Regions from separate parts of the Sus scrofa genome. Here region 1 is linked to region 2. Evidence: chromatin contacts called from public HiChIP or PLAC-seq data. All regions are on one chromosome and are shown on one strand. Each heading gives the region's core, a stretch centred on a gene start, on an enhancer-like site or on the middle of the called end of the contact. The rest is flanking DNA. Distances are from core to core; before and after follow the strand shown. Region 1 holds the start of ABLIM1 (actin-binding LIM protein 1). Region 2 overlaps ABLIM1 (actin-binding LIM protein 1).

Region 1 (6,934 bases), core at 1,433-3,932, 69 kb before region 2:
CCTGAAGAAGACTAAAATTAAATTCACAGGGGAAACTTTTTTTAGCCAAAGATAATCTTTGATAGTAAACTTACCGTTTCCCAACTTGGCAGCCAATCAGGTACTGAGTACTAGTGTGTGCCTAACAGTTTTGTGTAAGATGTCTTATTTCAGACTTACATATAGGAGTGTATTTTTTTTTTTTTTGGTCTTTTTGTCTTTTTAGGGCTGCACCCGTGGCATATGGAGGTTCCCAGACTAGGGGTCCAATCGGAGCTTTAGCCACTGGCCTGTGCCAGAGCCACAGCAACGTGGGATCCAAGCTGTGTCGAAACTACACCACAGCTCACGGCAATGCTGGATCCTTAACCCACTGAGCAAGGCCAGGGATCGAACCTGCAACCTCATGAATGCTAGTCAGTTTTGTTAACTGCTGAGCCATGACAGGAACTCCTAGGAGTGTATTTTATAAGCATCTGTGTAGTCTATCATAAGCATTTTAAGGACAAGAGTAAGCTCTGTTCATTATTAGGCTTTTGCACTGTACCTGTAATTCTGGTGTAAGATTATAAAGACCAGAACTGTTGTGGCTTTTAGAGTAAAGGGCTGGATATTAACACAAGAATAAAAGAAGAAAGTCACACAAATATGAGACCTGTCTATCTTACTAGCATGCGATATATGCTCTGTGATATATTTCTACAACAAATTCAGTTCAGATTATGTAAGTATTTCATTTCAAGGAAGTTAAAATCAGCTGGACATACAGGAAACACATACAACAAAACTATGAAATGGCAACACAGAGCAGTGTATTCATTAAAAACAGGTGGTTCCGAAATACAAGCTATAGAAGTTGAGAGAAAGAGAGATCAATGTGGATAGTTTGAGAATATTTCAGGAGGAGGCAGTATATACATTTATTTGGGTGAGGGGGAGGGCATTTGGGAAGAGCAATGGGAATGAACAATGAGAATGAGGGAGAATAGATATTGTGATATATTTAACAACAGAGGGAAAAGTATCCTGTCTACAACATTTTCTCAAAGGAGTAGCTAGAGATGATGCTGGAGAGGTAAGAGCATAGATTGTGAAAGTCCCCAAAATTTTCGTGGACCTTAGCTCCATAGAGACATGGACAATGTCTTTTCAGTTCACTCTGGTACCAACCATAGAGACTGGTATATAGTATGTGCTCAATAAAATGCCATTGAATGGATTAACTGTATGGATAAAGACACTTTGAAATGTTGAGCTTTATCTGGAGATTGGCGAGACTCATTTGGAGTTTGAAGATGTCACATTATAAATAGTGTTTTAGGAAAATAGGCAATAGACAATAGACAAAATAAACTGGAGGGAGTGAAGGGAGGATGTAGGGAGAGCAGTGGCTTTCCTGTAATCATCCTTTGGGTGAGAAAGGTCAACAGTGAGCTGAGATAGTGGGAAAGAAGAGCTGTTTTGAAACTGAAGCAAATGGATTGTGATTTGTTGGCAGGTTTTTCTCCTAGAAGATATGAAGGGGATGTTGTCAAGATGGATAAATAATGAGTTAATTTTTGTAGTTGGTAGTTTGAGAATTTCTACTCTCATTATTTGGCTTTTTTTCTAATATTTCCTTCCCCACATGATTATTTGATTGAGCTTTTTTTCCCCAATGATGTCAATTATCCACCAATCATTTTTTAGAGATTTTTTTCACCTATTCTTTGAATATTTCTGAATTATCAGACTTACACAGCTCTCATCGTATCAGGATAGATTTGGGAACTGCTTACATAGAAAACAACTAGAATATCTGTTGTGAGGGTGTATAGAGAAATAGCTACAGGGAAGGGAGTGTGAATTCCTGAAACTGCAATTCAGGGATCAGTCTTAGAGGTTTAATAAGTTACTGCACTGTTCCTCAAAGCTTAGAACCCCACCTCTTCAGTTCAGAACTTCTTGATCTGGTGGCTGTTGGAAGGTTGCTTACTAGCATGAAGCTCTAGGTGATAACCCTCCAGGGCAGAAGGAGACTGTTCTTGTATTTTTTCTTTTTACTCTGATACATAGGAAAGGTGGATTTGTTTAGAGTGTCCGTTGTATTCTCCAAGCTTAGCTCAGCCCCGCCCCTCCCTGACCCTTCAGAGGATACGATGTGTTTAGACATTTCTTGAGTGTCAGTTGCCTCAGGATACTGCACTAGGTCAGCCCTGTTCTCCAGGGATACCTCAAAGGTCCCGGGAGGAAGAGTCCGCCCATCCCACCCGGGCCGACTTCGAGGGGTGCCACTGGTCCCTACTTTTACTTTGACCTGCGTGCGGACCACCCAAAGCCCTCCTCCCACTGAGGGCCAAGCCCCCCAGGCAACCGTGGTCTCCCCGCCTGACCTGAGCATCACTAGGGGAGGGGACAGAACAGTTTCTTTCTTACTCTCTCCCTCTGAGATCAAAGCGGGAGGCCGGAAGGCCACCCAGAACGGCAACACTGGTATTATTACTACTATTATTATTTTTTTAACGAGGACCCAGGTCGGGGAAGGGAAGACGCAGGCCTCATCGCACGCCGCACCTCCGCTCGCTTGGGGACAAAAGCTCGGGCAGGCGGCGCGCCCCCGCGGCCGCTGGACCCGGTGGGCCTGGCTGCGGGCCGGGCGGGGGAGGCGGGAGGCGGGCCCCGCCCAGCGCGGGCCTCGGGCTGTCAGCGTTGCCGCGCCCGGCGGATCCCCGTGCCCGCCGCGTCCCCGCCCGCCGGCCGCGCTGCGCCCAGCGGCGCCAGGTGTCCTGCGGGAGGCGTCCCCGCGCGGCCAGCCGCCTCCCCGCGCGGGCGGGCGCGGGTGCACCGGGTGCGGCTCGGGGCTATTTTCCTCCCCACGCCCTGGCAAGTGTCTCCGGCGCCCTCCCTGCTGCGGCTCCTGCTGCCTGAACCATGTCCGCGAGGGGTAAGTGGGGGCCAGGTGGGCACCGTCCACGGACCCCGCGCCCGGTCCGGCGGGGCGGACTCAGACCAGGGCGGGCCGGGCAGGTGCGCGAGGGCGAGGGGCTGCGAGAGCCGCGCCGGCCGCAGCCCGGCCTGAAACTTTGGCATTAGATCCCCGGGCTCTGGGCGGCCGGGTGGGTGGGGGTGGTGAGGGGGTGGTGGTGGAAGGAAGCCCTCGCCCTTGACCTTGATCCCCGGATGTGGGCGAAGGCTGAGGGCCAAGGTCGGTGTCCGGCTTACCTGTACCAGTCGCACGTCTGGGCTGGGAGGGCGCGGGGGGATGGGCTCGCCGCTGCCAGGCCGGCCGGAGAGCGGCCTGAAGGGTTGACCGGGAGGGAGGAAGAGGTATTTTTTTCCTCCTTTCTTGTTAGCATTTTGCAGCTTGGTTATGGAAGGTATCCAGGGCTTGATGCAGTAAGATTTAAAGCTGCAGTAGCTTACACTCCATTAACAAAAAGTAAATTCTACCTGTACTCTTTCGCATTGATCTCCCTTTCACCTCAAGGCGTTTTCTTTCTGGAGTCAACAGATTACTGCAGGTGAAACTGGGCAAAAGAAAAAAAAAAAAATCAGAATTGCTTTTTAGGCAATAGGGAAGGGAATGTATTTCTTGCCATCTGGAGCCAGCGGTGATGCTGGGAGAGTGGGTTAGTCATAGCTCAGTGGCTGCTACTATGAGTGAAATATTAAAGAGATCAAGTCATTGTGCAGCTTGCCAGCAATTAAGGCAAAGTGACTTGGTTTCTCTGCCATAAGCCTTTAAGGAAAATATTGATTATTTTTAGAAAGTACATTTGCAAAGCAATAAGTATCACCCCTTTTGATACCCTGAAGCTTTAAGAGGAGTTGAGGAGTAATTTTTTTTCACCCCAAAGGGTTAACCTTGCTTTCTGAGAGGAGTGTAAGAATTTCATAGGTATCGGATAATTAAGTGTTGCCTTTCAGGGTTCATTCTGGGGCATGTAAGGAATAAAGTAAATTCTATCGATTGTTTAAACTCTTTTTTTAAAAAACTGGTCTTTGATGGTCTGGCAATGTGGTTGGTTGGTTCTGTGCCTGGAAATGGGGTGATGCCGGGGAGTCGCAGTGAGGGAAATTTACATCATAGATCTCACCTGGGGTGATATGGGGCCCTGAGACACTACCTGCCTGATGAAGCCTAATGATTTCTATGTATTAGAGAAAAGAAAAAAGAGGGTGGAACAGATATGATTACAGGGAACTGGATGTTTGTATGGGATCTTCCATGTGATCTCAACTGCATAATCTCTGAACTGTGTTCTAAGACAGGCTTTTGGTCCTGACCTCTGTCCTAAGTACAAAGAACACGTGGGGACCAGTTCTCATAGGTTGTAAAACTCTCTGTGGTCAGAGTCCACTTCTGATGTGGCTTTGTGCCACCCAAACCTCTTAGTACACAGATCCTTGCACTTTGTAGGAGCCAAGTAGCTCCTGGGAACCTTGGTCTGTCCTAGGAGGCAACAAGTTCATTACATAACCCCCCAGTTTCACCTTGCCTCTGGCCCCTTCTATTACAAGGTCCCTGTGGTTTATCTAAGGATACAAAATGAAGATGGCCCCATTGATTCAGAGGCTAGAGCACTGAATTGGGACTTGGTTCTTGAATATGTCTTCTTGAACCTGACTTCGAGCAGGATGATCTGGAGTCAGACACGGACATTTCACTTAATCTGTCTTGTTTCGCCTTGAAATTCATGTTGGTAATCTTGCATTTAACAGTTTAGAGTCTGACTATTATGTCAGAGAGAGGAAAAAATGTGATAAATATCAGTTATTATGTGTCTAACACTTGACATGTGTTCTATCAATTAAGCCTCACAGTAACTGAATCAAGTAGATACTGTTTTTACCTCCCCAATCCAGCAACTGGCCTGAGCTCCAGCAGTGGGTAGATGGCAGATCCTGATTTTTAGCCAGGTCTGTGTGCCTTTTCATCACGTCCGCTTTGTTCTACTGCCCCTCTATTACTCATCCTTGGAATATTATAGTAAACATCATGGTCATTGAGTTACTGAGAGAGAAAAGGCCCTATTCTTGAGATTGAAAGGAAATGGCCTTAGGAGGTAATTTGGAATTCCCAGGACATTTCGGAATGCCTTCGTGGACATTTGGTAATGGTCAGGTGAGGGTAACCTGGCCATTGGTCCTTGGTGTTGTTATTCCTCTGATATCCCCACTCTAGTTCCTCCTCTTACACTTTCAGGACCAGGACTTCCTAGAAATTACCAGTGACTGGGTTTTTCCTTCTGTTTTTATGAAGTACTTTCATTTTTATGAATTTGCGCAAAAAAAAAATTCTAAATGATTAGTAGAGTGCCTAGTATAATAGCTACTTGAATTCAGCTCATGTTGAAAAATGTCTGTTTGCCATTTATTTTTTTATGAAAGATGTTTTCAGAACTGAGCTCTATGCTTTTCTTCTCTTTTTTTTGTTTTTTTTGTCTTTTTGCTCTTTCTTGGGCCGCTCCTGCGGCATATGGAGGTTCCCAGGCTAGGGGTCTAATCGGAGCTGTAGCTGCCAGCCTACACCAGAGCCACAGCAACGTGGGATCCGAACTGCGTCTGCGACCTACACCACAGCTCACGGCAACGCCGGATCATTAACCTACTGAGCAAGGCCAGGGATCGAACCCGCAACATTATGATTCCTAGTTGGATTCGTTAACCACTGCGCCACGACGGGAAATCCTCCACTATGCTTTTCTAATGGAATACCTGCTCTCATCTCTATTCCTGACAGTAGAGATAAACCTTTAGGGTCAGAAAGTTAATGTGTCTGCTTAAATACCAAACTTATCATTAGGAAGGTGTCTAGATATTGGACAGATGAGTCTCATTAATTTAAAAAGTGATCACTGGAGTTCCCGTCGTGGCGCAGTGGTTAACGAATCCGACTAGGAACCATGAGGTTGCGGGTTCGGTCCCTGCCCTTGCTCAGTGGGTTAACGATCCGGCGTTGCCGTGAGCTGTGGTGTAGGTTGCAGACGCGGCTCGGATCCTGCGTTGCTGTGGCTCTGGCGTAGGCTGGTGGCTACAGCTCCGATTCGACCCCTAGCCCGGGAACCTCCATATGCCGCGGGAGCGGCCCAAGAAATAGCAACAACAACAACAACAAAAAAAAAGACAAAAAGACCAAAAAAAAATAAAAAATAAAAAAATAAAAAGTGATCACTGCTTATTTCTAATATCTAGACTTGTAGGTTATAGCAGGGATAGGATAGAAATATTTTTTAAAAATTGAAAACATTGAAGTCAATGGAGCCTCATAAAAGTACTTTTATTAATAGTGCTTAGAAAAATATTTTTGAGTTAATGTCTTTAAGATACAGAATACTGGAGTTCCCGTCATGGGCTTAGTGGTTAACGAACCCGACTAGTATTCATGAGGATGCGGGTTCAATCCCTGGCCTGGCTCAGTGGATTAAGGATTTGGCATTGCTGTGGCTGTGGCTGTGGCTGTGGCCGGCAGCTGTAGCTCCAGTTCGACCCCCAGCCTAGGGACTTCCATATGCCGCAAGTGTAGCCCTAAAAAAGGACAAAAGACAAAAGACAAAAAAAAAAAAGATATAGAGTACTAAAATTTAATTCATTATTCAAACTAACAATTAAAGTGATTCTTAAATTCCATGGTAAGTTAAGACATTTCCCACATTGTGGTCTTTTAGAATAGTCTCATCAAAGAATTTTAATTTGGTGTTGTATTTTTACTGCTAGAGATCAAAATGGAGCCATCATGCCTTGATTTTTGAGTTGACAAAGTGGAGGAAATTATAACACCTAGAATAACCTTTCCAAATCTGGGAAGAATCGTCTTGATAACCTTTTAAAAATGTAGACTCTCAGGCCTCATTCCAGGTCTAATGGATCATAAATTCTAAAGGTAGAGCCCAAACATCTATATACCACGTGAAAAGCTCCCCAGGTAATTCTGAGGATCATTAGATTCGAGCAGGGTCAAAGAATCATCTGTCGT
Region 2 (7,669 bases), core at 1,569-4,068:
TTCTGATTTCTCCACTTCGTATTGGAGAGCTATTCCAGAAGATAGTCGGAGACAAAAAATAGTGACTCTAGGGATTGATGGCAAATGCACTTCTAGGGGTTCTCACTGTGGTGCAGTGGGTTAAAATCTGACTGCAGTGGCTCGGGTGCGGGTTCTCTCTTTGGCCTGACACAGTGGGTTAAAGGATCCAGCATTGCTGAAGCAGCAGGGTAGGTCACAGCTGCAGCTAGGATTCAATCCCTGGCCTGGGAACGTCCATATGCCATGCATGCAGCCCATTTAAAAAAAGAAAGAAAGAAGGAAGGAAGAAAAGAAAATGCACTTCTAATAGTACCAGAGAGAGAGTTTCTGCTTCATCCTCACACTGCCCTTTTGTGGAAACACTTGATTATTTTGGTTGATGAAGAGAGGGAGAAGTAGGAGCAGCTGGAACGTCCATGACGTGGCTCCATGACAGCAGCTCCATGTGATGGTGGGAGTCAAATTTGATTGCTCCAGCCCGTGTTCCTAACTCTTACTTTTTTTCAGGGCTATGCCTGTGGCATATATTTCCACCCGTAGGTCTGTTTGCATGTTCCTTATTCTTGGTATGCAAATGAAAGAATTCAGAAGTGTACTATTTAGTTGAAAATTAAAAATGAGTGTTCAGAAGAGAGATTTTCTTTTAGAAGTATGTGTTTCAGTTTCAAGCTTAAATAGCCCCCGAACTCCAAATATTAAGACTGTTACTGTGGGTTTCTTATGGAAAGGAAAGGAGAGGTCACCGTGAAAGCTGAGGTCAGAAGGACGAGGTCCCCTCCACTCACTGCCTTTTTTGGAGGACTGACCCTGTGTGTGAGCACCATGCAGTTACCCGCTGGGCTCAGTGTTAGCCTGGATGGCTTATCAGGGAGGAAGCACTGTTAGGAAATACGTGTCTTTTAAGGAATGCAATCTGTTTTTTGTTTTGTTTTACTCCATGTGTTCTTACTGGGCAAAGAGCAGAAGATTCCCAAATTCCCAGGCTTGTCCTTTTCTAGCCTCTGATTTTGCTTGGAAAGAATTGAAGGAAGAGGGTTGAATACTAATCCTAGGTGTGTTTGTGAAAATTAATGGTGTTTGGCTAGTTCCTTAAGAGGAAAGTGCAGTGCTACCTAAGTAGAGCAACTAAGATGACTGGAATTTTCTCTCTTGGCTCTCTCTTCCAACTCCCTTGGCCCTCAGCCTGTCTGGGAAATCTTTTTTTTTTTTTTTTTTTTTTTTTTAATGATATTACAGTTTACCATCCACTTTGCCATATTTCAACACACACACACACACACACACACACACACACTCATAGTGTTGCATTATACAGATGTACTCCCCCTGATTCCCTCCCCTCCCGGGGGGTGGGCAGTTATTTCCCCTCTGTCGTGGTTGGTCAGTCACGCTGAAATCCATGTTCATGTGATCTGATCACAAGAGCATTTGCCCCATGCAGCCATTTGTTTTCTGTGGATTTTGTCTCGGTCTGTGCAGAAATAGGTTTTCATTTGGTCTATGCAGAGATAGCTTTTCTGTCTTTCTTTCTTTCTTTTTTTTTTTTTTTTTTTGCTTTTTAGGGCCATACCCATGGCATATGGAGGTTCCCACGCTAGGGGTCAAATCAGAGCTGCAGCTGTTGGCCTACACCACAGACACAGCAACACGGGATCCGAGCCGCATCTGCAACCTACACTACAGCTCACAGCAATGCCGGATCCTTAACCCCGGGAGCGAGGCCAGGGATTGAACCCGCAACCTCATGGTTCCTAGTTGGATTCGTTTCACTGCACCACGATGGGAACTCCTGTCTGGGAAATCTTTTTGCCTTTTTTCCTCTACATCACATAAGAAAGTCTGTGCCTCCATGATAATAAGTTTTTTAATAACAATATTATATTAAACACAAGTAGCTTTTTAAAGTATTAAAATTTTTAGATGTGGCTCCCACTTTGGGTTTTGTGTTTTTTCCTTTCTTTCTTTCTTTAATAAGAGTACACAGAAATTGACATTGGAGTCACTTCTGTCTTCATGGCATGAAAGGGGAGGGGAGAAGGAGGGAAGGCGGAAGAGAGAAAGAGGAATCTGAAGTTTTTTAAAAATAATTATCCTTGTTCTGTATATATTATAGGAACCTAATGTGAGGTCAGTTTATTTATTTATTGCAGTGAATAGATAATTGTTTTCTTAAGGCTTTTCCTTCATTTCTGAATCTGTAAATAGTTTACATAAAATAATCTGCTGTTGACTTTTTGGTGCAGGCCGTATAAATTCAAACCAAACCCAAACCCTGTGTGTGTGTGTGTGTGTGTGTGTGTGTGTGTGTGTGTGTGTAACCCCAAGATAAACAGAGGGAGCATTTTACCTTCTTCTGTGGCGCTGCCTGCTGGGGTTGCAGTTGGAGGACAGCTTGGCATCAGCAGTGACTGAACACATCCAGCTCTGATTTGGGAACCTTTTGATAACGTTAGTCACAAGGATGTCACCCCTCCAGAGTTTTCAAATCTTTGTCAAGTGCAGCTTCCCACTGAAGGTGCCAGGATCACTGGCTTCTTTCAGTGCTGGCGGTTGACAGTCCACTTTTGAATGGCTGTGTTTGGCTGGGGACCCAGAAGTGCTTTAGCAGAAAAAGCCCTAGGCTCCTTGTCCAAAGACCATTCTGGGCTCAGTTTGCTTAGCTTTCTGATCAGCAGAAAGTCACTCAGCCTTAGTGAACTTTAGTTTTCTCATCTGTAAAATGAGATGTGAAGTCCAAGGTCACAAATGGATGACTTCATGATCCAGATGAAGTTAATTAGAAAACCAGCTCCGACCCCGTGGTTAATAAACAGGAAGAAAGGACTCAATTCCATGCTAAACAGCATAGGAGGGCCACTGCAGAGAATGCTCTTTGGGGAAGAATGTTCTAGAAAGTAAAATGTTTGCCAGGGCTGATTATGATATATTGATTGAGGCTTCTCCTGAGGCACTTCTGGGAGATGATTTTTCAAGTCCAGGTTGGTGTGGAGACCCTGTAAATGCAGCACCTTCCCAGCACAGAAGGCAGTTAACACAGAGGAGGTCCAAGCCAGTTTCCAGTTTTGTCTCATTTGAGCCCCTTTTAAGCTGTCACTAGATCCATTGTGTGTATTTGTTAAGCAAGGAGATACATTTCTTCTGTAACAGTGATATTTATCACTTGCTCAGTGTGCATTTAGAGAAAGATGGGTGTGAATTCCTCACTTTATTTTATTTTATTTTTTTTATCGAAAGGAGTGAGGTTTTTTTAAAAAAGCTTCAAGGGAAACAATCCTGTTGAATGAAGCTGTCTGATGGAAAGTTCCTTAGTGTTACAAAAAACAAAACAAACAAACAAACAAACAACAAAAACAAAAACAAACAAACAAAAACACAAAACAACAACAACAAAAAACCTAACACAAATGAAAACGCCATGCTTTCTCTAAGTCAATGCCAGTGGCAGGATGTGGGGTTAGAAGCTTGTAATCCCCTTCATTGGTAAGAAGAACCTTGAGGGATTGCTTCTTGACAGTGCCTGTTCTTTATTTTCCCTTTCCCTTCATCTCGAATTTAGATCTTCTTAATCTCAGATGTGTAGTTTATCGTCGGATCTTATTATTGTGTACTTAAAAACCAATGTTCTTGGGGACATGGCTCCCTTGTTCCTTCTTAACAGAATAACAAATTTATAACACCCCCTAAATGCAGGATTTTAGTGGGATCTTGGATATTCCATCCGAAGGGGTTTATCCTGTATTAGTTCCAGAGTGGAAACCCATTCTTCTGCCATTCTTGGCAAGTAACACATGTGCCCCAGAAAGAGGCCAGCACAGTAGGAATTGGCTTCCTCCTTCCTGGGCATATTCTTAGAGCAGCGCCCCCTCTTCCTGGTTAAATCCTGAGTCAGTTATCACAATACTCTGTCAGCTATGTCATGGAAATAACGGGGTGAGAAGATGTGTATTTCATTAGCAGCTAGAACTGGAAGGAAAGAAAGCAATCCATTGCCCTAGCCGTTGATGTGTAATAGGTAAGAAGTACTCATGTAAATCACTGACACTTCGTTGAGCAGATTCAACTTTGCCCTAAAAAGCCCCAATATTCCTGGTCTTCAGCCTGTACCAGGTTGTTCCACGTATCACTGAACAGTGGTCACTAATGGCATCAGAGTGTGAGTTGTCATCTACTTGGCTTTTCTCCACTTAGCATGTGTGTCTAAACCATATGATGACTTAAAAGTCAAACACCCAAGCCAAGAAAGCCAGCATGACAGCCATCCTATAGCAGCAGAAGCGCTCAGGGTAAGGTGAAGTGGGATGACTGCAAACAAGACAATCAGCAAAAGACAATTTTGCAAAACCCTAGTGAAACCTGACATCTCATGGGAGCCTGGATATCAGTATTCACTGCCTTGCTTGAGACACCCAGAAATAAGATGACTTCTGTTACTGTTCTAGTGACAGGTGAAAATTTACTTGTGACTGATGAGTATATGGTGTCTGGTGACAGAGAGAGACAACCTATAGGGACTGCAGACCCCCCGATGGAATAGGGATAGCTTGAATATAATCATAATAACTCACGAGCCTTTAATTTAATTATTTTAATTTAATTTAATGTTATTAAAGTATAGTTGATTTACAATGTTATGCCAATTTCCGCTATACACAGAGTGACTCCTGACTGACCTTTCAAGAGCTGCTTATATGCAAGGATGAGCTTATAGGTGGACTTTAAGCAGGGCATATCAGAATGTCTTTAGGATTTTAAGAGGGGGAGAGGGAAGGAGTGGAATGGACTGGGAATCTGGGGTTAATAGGTGCGAATTATTGCATTTGGAGTGGATAAGCAATGAGACCCTGCTGTACAGCACAGGGAACTGTATCTAGTCACTTATGATGGAACATGATGAAGGATAATGTGAGAAAAAGGATGTATGTATGAGTGACTGGGTCACTTTGCTGTACAGTAGAAAATTAATGGAACACCGTAAACTAACTATAATGGAAAAAATAAAAATCATTAAAAAAAGAATTTTAAGGAATCGGTTAAAGACGAACACTTGTTTCAGAGGCTCACCTTTTCGCCGAGATAGTGGAGGTCAAACACTTCGTGTGCAGATATGGACCTGTACATTTCTTTCTAGAAAGCCAAAGCGTGTAGTCTGTCAAGACCACGTGTTAATACAATTCCGATAGTTGCCAAAGCCCTCTTGAGTCACTCCACCTCTGGATCTAGTGCGCAGTTGAACCTGAGGGAGGAATGGATGGGTGGGTGTCCTTGACCTGGGTAAACCTGGCAGTTCTTGCCCAAGTAAATGTGTGTGTGTGCAAGCATGCATGTGTATGCATGTGGTGGGGATGGTGGTATATGTAGTTAGTTACACTAATTAGAAGGGCATCTAGGTTTTATGGAACCTGAAGATTATATTATTTGAGGAGCGCCCTTTAGGGAAAATAATGAAAAATATGAATGCAAAATTGGGTATAAAGATGAATGCTTATTTTTTATAATTTTTTTTGGTCTTTTTGTCCTTTTAGGGCCACTCCCACGGCATATGGAGGTTCCCAGGCTAGGTGTCTAATTGGAGCTGTAGCTGTCAGCCTACGCCAGAGCCACAGTAATGTGGGATCCAAGCTGCATCTGCGACCTACACCACAGCTCACAGCAACACCGAATCCTTAACCCGCTGAGCGAGGCCAGGGATCAAACCCGCAACCTCATGGTTCCTAGTCGGATTCATTTCCACTGCACCACGATGGGAACTCCCTGAATGCTTATTTTGGAAGAGAAAAAAAATCACAAGAAATGTCAAATTTCTTTTTTTTTTTTTTTTTTTTTTTGGTATTTTTGCCATTTCTTGGGCCACTCCCGCGGCATATGGAAGTTCCCAGGCTAGGGGTCAAATTGGAGCTGTAGCCACCGGCCTACACCAGAGCCACAACAGCACGGGATCCAAGCCGCGTCTGTGACCTATACCACAGCTCACGGCAACGCCAGATCCTTAACCCACTTAGCAAGGCCAGGGATCAAACCCGCAACCTCATGATTCCTAGTCAGATTCGTTAACCACTGAGCGACGGCGGGAACTCCCAGATTTCTTTTTTTTTAAAGCGATAGTTAATCAAATATCATACCATACAGAGCAACAGGCAGCTTAGTAACAAACACATTATGGACATAGCTTTATAATACTTCTGCTCCTACATTTTAGGTGGCATACTCTTTGATTACCTCTTCACATGACAATTTTGTAATATTTTCTATATAGAGAAGGGAAAAATACTTTCATCTCTCTTTTAGCGTAGTTTATTAAAATGTATTTTTAAAATATTTCTCACTGGAATACATAAAACAAGCAATTTCGCATACAGTTGCACTCAACTGCCATAGTTTTGGGTCTATACATACCAGAATTTTTTTCTTTTTTTTTTTGTCTTTTTAAAGGGACTACACCTGCGGCATAAGGAGGTTCCCAGGCTAGGGGTTGAATCTGAGCTGTAGCCACTGGCCTACACCAGAGCCACAGCAACATGGGATCTGAGCTGCGTCTGAAACTACACCACAGCTCATGGCAATGCTGGATCCTTAACATACTGAGCGAGGCCAGAGATCAAACCTGTGTCCTCATGGATTCTAGTTGGGCTCATTAGCCCACTGAGCCCAGAATTTTGATCATTGATTTCACATACTGCCTACTTAAAAATGTATGGTTCATGGAGTTCCCGTTGTGGTGCAGAGGAAATGAATCTGACTAGTAACAGTGAGGTTATGGGTTCGATCGATCCCTGGCCTCACTCAGTGGATTAAGGATCCAGTGTTCCTATAAGCTGCGGTGTAGGTCAAAGGTGCAGCTCGGATCCTGTGTTGCTGTGGCTGTGGTGTAGGCTGACAGCTGCAGCTCTGATTTGACTCCTAGCCTGGGAACTTCCATATGCCTCAAGTGGAGTCCTAAAAAGACCAAAAAAAAAAAAAGTGTGGTTCATTTCTCATCTTATCTGTTTCATTATCAAGTGTATTCATGGTAGGAGAACTTTGACTAGATGTTGATGAGGAGCAAATCCTCAGCTTCTGACTTGACCTGTCTGAGGGTTGGAAGATTTTTCTCCATAGACCTCTGTACAGTTTAAACCCTGGTTCTCTTCTTGTGCCCACATAATTCTTGTACTGAATGCCATGGGACATATTCTTATCATGTGCCCGCTGGTCTCACATCTTCATGTCATGACACTGAGTCAGTGTTGTGCCTGGAAGTCCTTTTTACACTGTGATGGTAGCTAGCAATGACATAACAATACACAGAGGTGACCGTGAACCTCAGAGATATATTCCACGAAACCCCAAAGTAAGTGTATTCCTGACTCCTCCTTAGCCACATTCTTAAAATATACCCTGTCCCACTTCCATACAGATCTACTAAGGTGGAAGCCAAAATGGAAAAAAGATAGTCTTAAAAAGATTCTGATTATAGTATCTTTGTGTGTGTTAATGTGTGCATGCAAATTTTGTGGACATGTGACCATAGGAAAAATATTAGAGCTCTTCCCAGGGCTTTGAAAGGGTCCTTGCTGCTTAAGCATCATTAGCTTCATGGTGAATCCACTTGAGTTAGTTATATCAAAAGCTTGTGTGCTGCCTCACTCAAGCATTAAGACACTCACCCTGG

What was found. HiChIP or PLAC-seq counts read pairs in DNA pulled down with a chosen protein or histone mark.
Region 1: an H3K27ac HiChIP or PLAC-seq map of skeletal muscle shows a contact between it and region 2, with 4 times the contacts expected there. The contact joins the promoter of ABLIM1 here to the enhancer-like site in region 2. A contact is called at or near these places in 1 of 5 promoter capture datasets (liver), 6 of 47 Hi-C or Micro-C datasets (brain, heart right ventricle, liver and 2 more) and 1 of 2 datasets of contacts at active chromatin or transcription factors (skeletal muscle).

The regions. Positions count from the first base shown.
Region 1 is chr14:125,104,468-125,111,401 of Sscrofa11.1, reverse strand. ABLIM1 (actin-binding LIM protein 1) reads left to right here and starts at 2,682. Exons shown (of 22, transcript XM_021073372.1): 1 at 2,682-2,902. The coding sequence starts at 2,890. It overlaps LOC110256765 (a long non-coding RNA gene), which reads right to left and starts at 5,238. Exons shown (of 3, transcript XR_002338710.1): 1 at 3,181-5,238.
Region 2 is chr14:125,034,595-125,042,263 of Sscrofa11.1, reverse strand. The region is part of intron 1 of ABLIM1 (actin-binding LIM protein 1); the gene reads left to right. Among named protein-coding and RNA genes, the nearest start is that of ABLIM1, 70 kb to the left of the region's middle. Within about 2 kb of position 2,818, at least 15 of the 83 cell types and tissues checked have an H3K27ac peak or open chromatin away from gene starts, as enhancers often do. A contact at or near this core is called in liver, retroperitoneal adipose tissue and skeletal muscle, where this site is marked.